Linked DNA regions of Pan troglodytes: region 1 is linked to region 2. A link is a contact called in public Hi-C data. All regions are on one chromosome and are shown on one strand. Each heading gives the region's core, a stretch centred on a gene start, on an enhancer-like site or on the middle of the called end of the contact. The rest is flanking DNA. Distances are from core to core; before and after follow the strand shown. Region 1 holds the start of CDKN1B (cyclin dependent kinase inhibitor 1B). Region 2 overlaps LRP6 (LDL receptor related protein 6).

Region 1 (3,578 bases), core at 751-3,250, 480 kb before region 2:
ACCCACTACCTCCACCCACAATCCTGGATCCGTCATCCCCAGTGGCTTTTAAGGGCACAAAATGAGGTTGTTTTCAAAAAACAGAAAGTGCATTCTCCGCCCCAGAGCTCTCTCCCTAGCCAGGAGGCGGACCGTTGATAAACATCCCAACTTTGTCACATACCTAGGAGTTGCTAGTGAGAGGAACCAAGATGTATTAAGTTAGGGAAATTATCGGATCTTACCATCTCCAGTTTCTGACTTAAAAGTCACAAACAGACAAGCAGTGGGCCAGGTAGCACTGAACACCTAAGACCAATAAAGTTAGCTCTCCCAAAGCTAAATCAGAATACGCCGAAAAACAAGCTACGGTTAACACCCTCCAGCAGGCAAAGCGGGGCCCCAAACACATTCTATGGTTGGGAAAGGGTCATTACCGTCGGTTGCAGGTCGCTTCCTTATTCCTGCGCATTGCTCCGCTAACCCCGTCTGGCTGTCCGACGGATCAGTCTTTGGGTCCACCAAATGCGTGTCCTCAGAGTTAGCCGGAGCCCCAATTAAAGGCGCCGCCGGGCGGCTCCCGCTGACATCCTGGCTCTCCTGCGCCGGCACCTTGCAGGCACCTTTGGGGGGCCGCGGGGGTCTGTAGTAGAACTCGGGCAAGCTGCCCTTCTCCACCTCTTGCCACTCGTACTTGCCCTCTAGGGGTTTGTGATTCTGAAAATCGAAATTCCACTTGCGCTGGCTCGCCTCTTCCATGTCTCTGCAGTGCTTCTCCAAGTCCCGGGTTAACTCTTCGTGGTCCACCGGGCCGAAGAGGTTCCTGCAGGCCGAGGGCTTGGGGTGCTCCGCCTGCCTGGCGTCCATCCGCTCCAGGCTAGGGCTCCCGTTAGACACTCGCACGTTTGACATCTTTCTCCCGGGTCTGCACGACCGCCTCTCTCGCACTCTCAAAAAAACAAAACAAAACAAAACCGAACAAAACAAAGCGCCCCTACGCAGCCCGAACCCCTCTCGGAAGCCCAGCGACTGCCCTCGGAGCCAAAAGACACAGACCCCGACGAGCCACGGCCCGAGCTCTAGGAGCGCGCAGGGGCTGCGGGGAAGCCCCGGCCCGGCCGCCGAGTCTCCGCTGATCAAATGGACTGGCGAGCGGGAGGGTGGAGAGGGGAGGGGACCAGGCAAGCGGAGAGGGTGGCAAAGCCCGTCCAAGTCTGGGCGGGTGCAAGCCCGCGGGTCCCGCGAACCCAGCCGCTCTCCAAACCTTGCCGGCGTCGGAGTCGCAGAGCCGTGAGCAAGCGGGGACAGGGGAGGGGGAGAAAAACACCCCGAAAAGACGAGCCCCCTTTTTTTAGTGGCCCAATATGGCGGTGGAAGGGAGGCTGACGAAGAAGAAAATGATTGACACGGCGAGTCTATTTAAACAGAGGAGGAGATCCATTGGTTGCGGCGGCGGGAGCCGCCCCGCCGAGGCTGGCGAGCGCGGCCTTAAGGTGGCCCCGGCGCGGTTCCGCCACCTCCCCTCGTTCCCGAGCGCGCCGCCTCCCCGAGCGCCGCCGGGAGATTGGCTGGTCGCGTGACTGCTGGAGGGGTACTGCTGCCAACAAACCTGCTCTGGCTGGCCTCGGAGAAATTAAAATTAAGACAAACAAACTAGCCAAACGGCCGGGAACCTGGGGCGGGGCCTGGGGTTCGGGGCCCGGCGCTGCGCTGGCGGGTTCGCAGCGGCGCCTAAGCCCCGACCTCCCTCCCGCTCCTCGCCCGGGAAGCCGGGACCTGGACCAGAGGACCGCGAAGGTCGCCGGCAGCTCGCTGGGAGCCGGGGTGGCGAGCTGCCCCCAGCTCGGCCCTCCCCAGTGGCCCCCACCTCGTGGTCTGCGGGGGAGGCCGCGGAGCGTTTGCTGGGGGGGCTGGGCGCCCCCCCGCCGGCGTGCCTTTGCTGGGGGCTGGTGGAGGCAGTGGGCGATGGTTCGCTCAGCCTTAACCCAGAAGTTTCTGCCATCCCTGCGGAGGCTGGGGGCCTAGGGAAGAAGCCAAGGCGAACGTCTTTCTTTTAGAAATTAGCCAGGAGTAGACGCGGCACTTATCATGAACTCAAGCTCTCCCTCAATGAAAATAAGAAAGGAACTCAAGATTAAAAAAAAAAAAAACCTCTAGTCTCTCAAGTCCCTTAATAAACTTTGTAGCTGTCTCAGACACGTTTAGTTTTGAAAAACAAGGGTACACCCCTGGCCCAGGATCTTCCTTCCCAAGCACAGTTAAGGCCATGGACATTGGCTGCGTGTGGGAACTCGTCCCTTTCTACTTTTCTGTTCTTTCCCGGGATTGTAGCAGTTTCCTCTACCTGAGTCCAGCCGCCAAATACAACAGCTCCTTCCTTCCTCCACCCTTCTCTCTCACCAGACTTCACTGCTCCAACAAACTCAGAACAATATTCAGATGCTAGTGAATGCTTTCAGAGGGCTGAAGGGTGAAAATACTCCCCTCGGGGTCAAACTCCAGATGATGAAATGATTTTTAAAACACCACAACCATGTCCTAACATCCGATACTAGTATTCCAGCGTTTCTCTTCTCCCTTTTGCAGCTGGAAATTTCTCTCTCAGTGTGGGCTTGAGCACCGTGGTGGAAGATAAAGTAGGACGATGAGCAGGGCTGCCCTGAGACAAAGCTCAGTGGATCTTCAACTGCCTCCCCACCCCCATGCCCGGTACCCATCATCTTGGTTTGAGCCAAAGTTAATGCATTTTACTGGAAACCAACCTTCCGTTCTAATATTACACAGCAGCAAAGTTTTCTTAAGCACCTATGCTACAGATGAGCTTGATGTGTAGCTTGTTTTCTTAGCCACATCTTGTCCACTTTGTGTGCCTACCTCATCTCATACGCTCCAGAATGTGACAGCTGGAAGGGACCCTCGGGACCCTGTGGTTTAACCCTCTCCTTTTTACCACGGAGGAAATCGAGACTCAGAGAGGTTTCCTGTCCAGGGACATGCATTCGGTTGGTACCGGAGGCAGGACTAGATGCAAGTCTCCTAACACTCAGGTTGGTTCATTTTCTGTTCCTTTCCTTCCTAATGGTTCTCACTGGTTCAGGGTTTTGTCTGAGTTTGATTGTGCTGTAGTCTGCAGGTCCTGCTGTCTTACAAGTGACTGAAAATGGCTCCTTCCCAGGCCCTGGGTTGCCTGCAGATGTTTCCTTGATGTGGCCTGTGGTCACTGATATTTAAATGCAGCTGTCTTGAGCCTGTGGTATCACCATCCACTAGTTCAACTAAAATTGAAGGACAGGGGTTGATACCCAGAGAACAGTAAAGGGGGCAGTGCCCAGAACTAGTTTTCAAGTCAGGACTTCCTACCTAACTGACAGAAAAGAATTCACCTAGGATCAAGCAAGAGGTCTCATCCTCTTTAGTTTTTCTACTTTTAAGGCTGTCAATTTATTGGACTGCAGACTGGGGGAAAAGGGACAGGAAAATTAGGGTAGGCCTCCCTACCATAATTTATACCTTACCCTAGAAATTAGATAATTGTCCAAATTTTAAAACAATTACTAACAACACAGGAACTCTATATATGTGCATCTATCCATATGCAT
Region 2 (3,693 bases), core at 370-2,869:
TTGTTGAAGCAAGATGGTGCTCTTAAAGCACCAGGAAATATTGTAGTGCCTCTGATCGTAGGAAAAACGATTGGATGTCCTGAGGAGGAGGTCTCAGATGTAACTGTAGTTATCAAAGAATTTGGTTGTTGAGAACTTTATAGATATTTTTGAGAAATGGAGTTTGTGTTTTGCTAACAGAGTTTGTAAGGCTCAGAGGGTGTTGAAATGTTTCTGAGGTTACTGCTTTGTAGAACACATAGGATTTTGGTGCTTGTAGTCGTCATTAGGGAAGAATACTGTGGTGAAAAGATAAAGTTCTTTTTTCTCCTCTTCTTGACAAGTTCAATTTTACCACTGTAAGGGTGATGATTGAAATTTAATGAAATATCTGTTAAATGGTTATTATGTTCAGAGTTCTGCATTTTGTACTCTGGTTGGAGAGAGGGGGTTTGGTTTATCTTTACTGTTTAAGGACAGAAAACTTGGGAGAGACAACTTTTTCTTCTTCAAAGCATGTTTATTTGCATTATGTAACATGAATGTGAAGAGAGGAAGAGTGTTAAAATAATTAGAAGGGGCACAAGAGCTGTTATGAGCTTCATTACCAAATTTTGGAATGGGATCTTGATCATTTCTATAAGAGATTAATGATTACCTGATAGTACATTATTAAAGGGAACTGAATGTATATAGTTCCTCTTGACTCTTCAGGATCTAACAGTTCAGTGAGTAAATTAATCATTTTCATTTTGTTCCCCAAAACTAATGAGCTTTACTTCTGGGTAGCAGGTCTGATAAGTATCTTCTGAAGTAATTTTGCCATTTGATTAAAAAATACTTTAGAGTTTCTGTGGCTTTAATTTATCCTTGTTATTTCTCATTATTGAATGTGAGAATTCACCAAAGACTTAGCTGATAAAAAAGATTATTGGAAGAATCAGTAGCAATTTACTTTGAAGGTAGAAGGTAGTGTTATTTAGCTTCTGAAGGTGGTTCAGTGAAGAATAACTCTTTCTGTGGACTAAAGGCTTGGTCAAACACCCAGTGAAATATTTTGTATTATTTTTGATGTGTGTGGTTAATGTGGGAGGCAGAGGAGGGGAGAGTAGGGGAGAGAGAGTGGGTAAATTCAACCCCCCTCCCCAGCTTTAACAGTCCTCTCAAAATTTCTTTTAATTTTGAGAAGTCATTTTGTGTCATGGTTATTTTAAAAACGACTCAACTGGAAACAAATAGAATCTGGTCAAATGGTATATATACATTTGATATATGTACAAATGATAGAGCGTATTTAAAATTATATTTTAAACTCCTACACTGAAAAATATATTCATCAGATGATCTTTCAGTGTTAATGATCTTAGATTTGTATCGTGGATTGTGGTTTTAGTTGAAAAGTAATTATAGGTAGAGTACATCATTTGTCAAACAGAAGAGATGATTTCCAGATTTATTTTTTGGGGGAAATACGAAGTTTGAGTTCCAGACAAAGTACATGAAAACAGTGCTGAGGAAAAATGTAGACTTTTCAGAGTTCCAGGATCCTGGATTATGAGGTTCACAAGAGCTGATTGAGCTCTCTCATAGCAACTTACGTAAAAGGAAAGCTATTGAATGACTGGTATTGTTTGAGCCCTGGGAACTAGTGCAGACATCTGTGTGCTTTCGGATGTATGGAGTTCTTTGTGTAATCAGTCCATTTAGCCTAGACTGAAGGAAGATTTTTATTCCTCTCTCTAAATTTGGCCTCTATTATATTAGTCTGAGATTTTTTTTTTCCTTATAATAATGACTAGCAGTGTACAGTTCAGACTAAGCAACGGGAAGATGTGTGTATGAAATTGTTAGAGAAATGAACAACCAGAGTTACAGTAAACAGTTGTCTTATGTTACAGTGAGTAGAGGTGATTCCTATGTGGCTGCTCCTAATGCTGGAGCCCCTCAGTCTGATTCCACAGTTACCATGCTAAGCAACCGTACTAATCTTGGTGATGTTGAGGACCTGTGTCAAGTTTAAGGGTGTTTTGTTCGTTTGTTTAGGATCCTTTCATATTCCAAATCATTTTAGATTTTTTTGATAAAGTTAAACTTTAATGATTCAATTTGAAGTGAATTTATATTAAACAGCTTTGAATGATATTTATATTTTAAAAGTATGTATTTTTATTTATTATTTATTTATTTATTTTTGAGATGGAGTCTCACTCTGTTGCCCAGGCTGGAGTGCAGTGGCGCGATCTTGGCTCACTGCAAGCTCCGCCTCCTGGGTTCACACCGTTTTCCTGCCTCAGCCTCCCGAGTAGCTGGGACTACAGGCACCTGCCACTTTGCCTAGCTAATTTTTTGTATTTTTAGTAGAGACGGGTTTCGCCATGTTAGCCAGGATGGTCTCGATATCCTGACCTCATGATCTGCCCACCTCGGCCTCCCAAAGTGCTGGCATTACAGGCGTGAGCCACTGTGCCCGGCCATAAAAAGATTCTTTTTGTATGGAAAGTGGAAAATGTAGCCAGTTACATTTAGGCAGATTATATAGATTCACATATGTTTGGAGATGAGGTTTTTTGAGATCATTATCTAAAAAATAAGAGTGATGTGTTAGAAGAACCACTAATCTTTTCGGGAAATCTGGATTATGGGTTTAGCTTGAATGGCATATGAATCAGGGTCTTGGAAATTAAGAAACAACAAACTCGTGGTGTGTGTCTCTTTGTGTGTGTGTGTACATGTGTTCTCAAATGTTAATGTAGGGTTTTTTTTTTTTTTAAATATCTTAACTCTCATCCAGTTTTAGTTTCTTCATATCAAGTAATATCCATCACCGTGTCTCAAATTAATAAGTTTCAATTGTATTGTCTACTTCTTTATGCTCCATATCTCCTAGCATTTATTGAAGGAATTTTGAAGGGGAGTAGTTGTAGTATAACTGAATGCCTTTACATAACACAGTATTTTAATAGCTTTGCTTTTTAATAAAAGCTTTCTTTGCTTGTAACATTGAGCTTTTCATTCATCCTTAGTAGAAGATTGAAACTTGGTGATTATAAAGAATAGGATACCTTCCTCTGTATGGCTGGAGATGAAAAAAAAAAGAAGAAAAAGAATAGGGTACCTTTATGAGTATAGGCTGCCTGCACTTGGGGATTTTGTCTACCTTCGATGTATTCCAGAGTTGATGACTCTTCAGAAATTACAATGAATCTTTAAGATTTTGGAAGGAGGGATTTGTCAGCTAATTTGTGAACTAGGAATAAAATATGATTGTTTTTATTTTTGTAACAATTGATATTGATGCTATATTTCTTTTAGAAATTTTCACTTAAGCTTATTGAGTTTTATACTGTTTCCGTTGTCCTACCACTTGGACCGTGCCTTTCCTTCCTCCATCAGCTCTTTAAAAATGGAACAGTTTAAAAGTGCATTATTTTCTTTGTTCTTTTTCTGAGATCATATCCGTTTCCAGTTGGCTTTTGCATAGAAGCAGATAGCCAATTATTTAAAATCTAAAGCTTTAGACTGGATCTTGCTTTAAAGCACTGTCCCTGTGTATGAAGGATCTTGGTGTAAACAACTTATAGTTTTGAAAGATGTTCTGTTAAATTGGGAAGGTCTGTTTTCTATCCCTTGAATCCTAGAACTGGAAGGAAATCTTAAGGATCCTCTAGCTAAATGCCTTCCTTCCCTTCTTTGGATGAAGAAACCAAGGCCTTT

What was found. A called contact is a pair of places that touch in the nucleus more often than the background predicts.
Region 1: a Hi-C map of stem cell-derived neural progenitor cells shows a contact between it and region 2, with 5 times the contacts expected there. The contact joins the promoter of CDKN1B here to the enhancer-like site in region 2. A contact is called at or near these places in 1 of 7 Hi-C or Micro-C datasets (stem cell-derived neural progenitor cells) and 1 of 1 datasets of contacts at active chromatin or transcription factors (stem cell-derived excitatory neurons).

The regions. Positions count from the first base shown.
Region 1 is chr10:19,865,690-19,869,267 of NHGRI_mPanTro3-v2.0_pri, reverse strand. It overlaps CDKN1B (cyclin dependent kinase inhibitor 1B), which reads right to left and starts at 2,000. Exons shown (of 3, transcript XM_522347.7): 1 at 417-2,000. The coding sequence starts at 891.
Region 2 is chr10:19,387,222-19,390,914 of NHGRI_mPanTro3-v2.0_pri, reverse strand. The region is part of intron 2 of LRP6 (LDL receptor related protein 6); the gene reads left to right. Among named protein-coding and RNA genes, the nearest start is that of LRP6, 26 kb to the left of the region's middle. Within about 2 kb of position 1,619, at least 6 of the 24 cell types and tissues checked have an H3K27ac peak or open chromatin away from gene starts, as enhancers often do. A contact at or near this core is called in stem cell-derived neural progenitor cells, where this site is marked.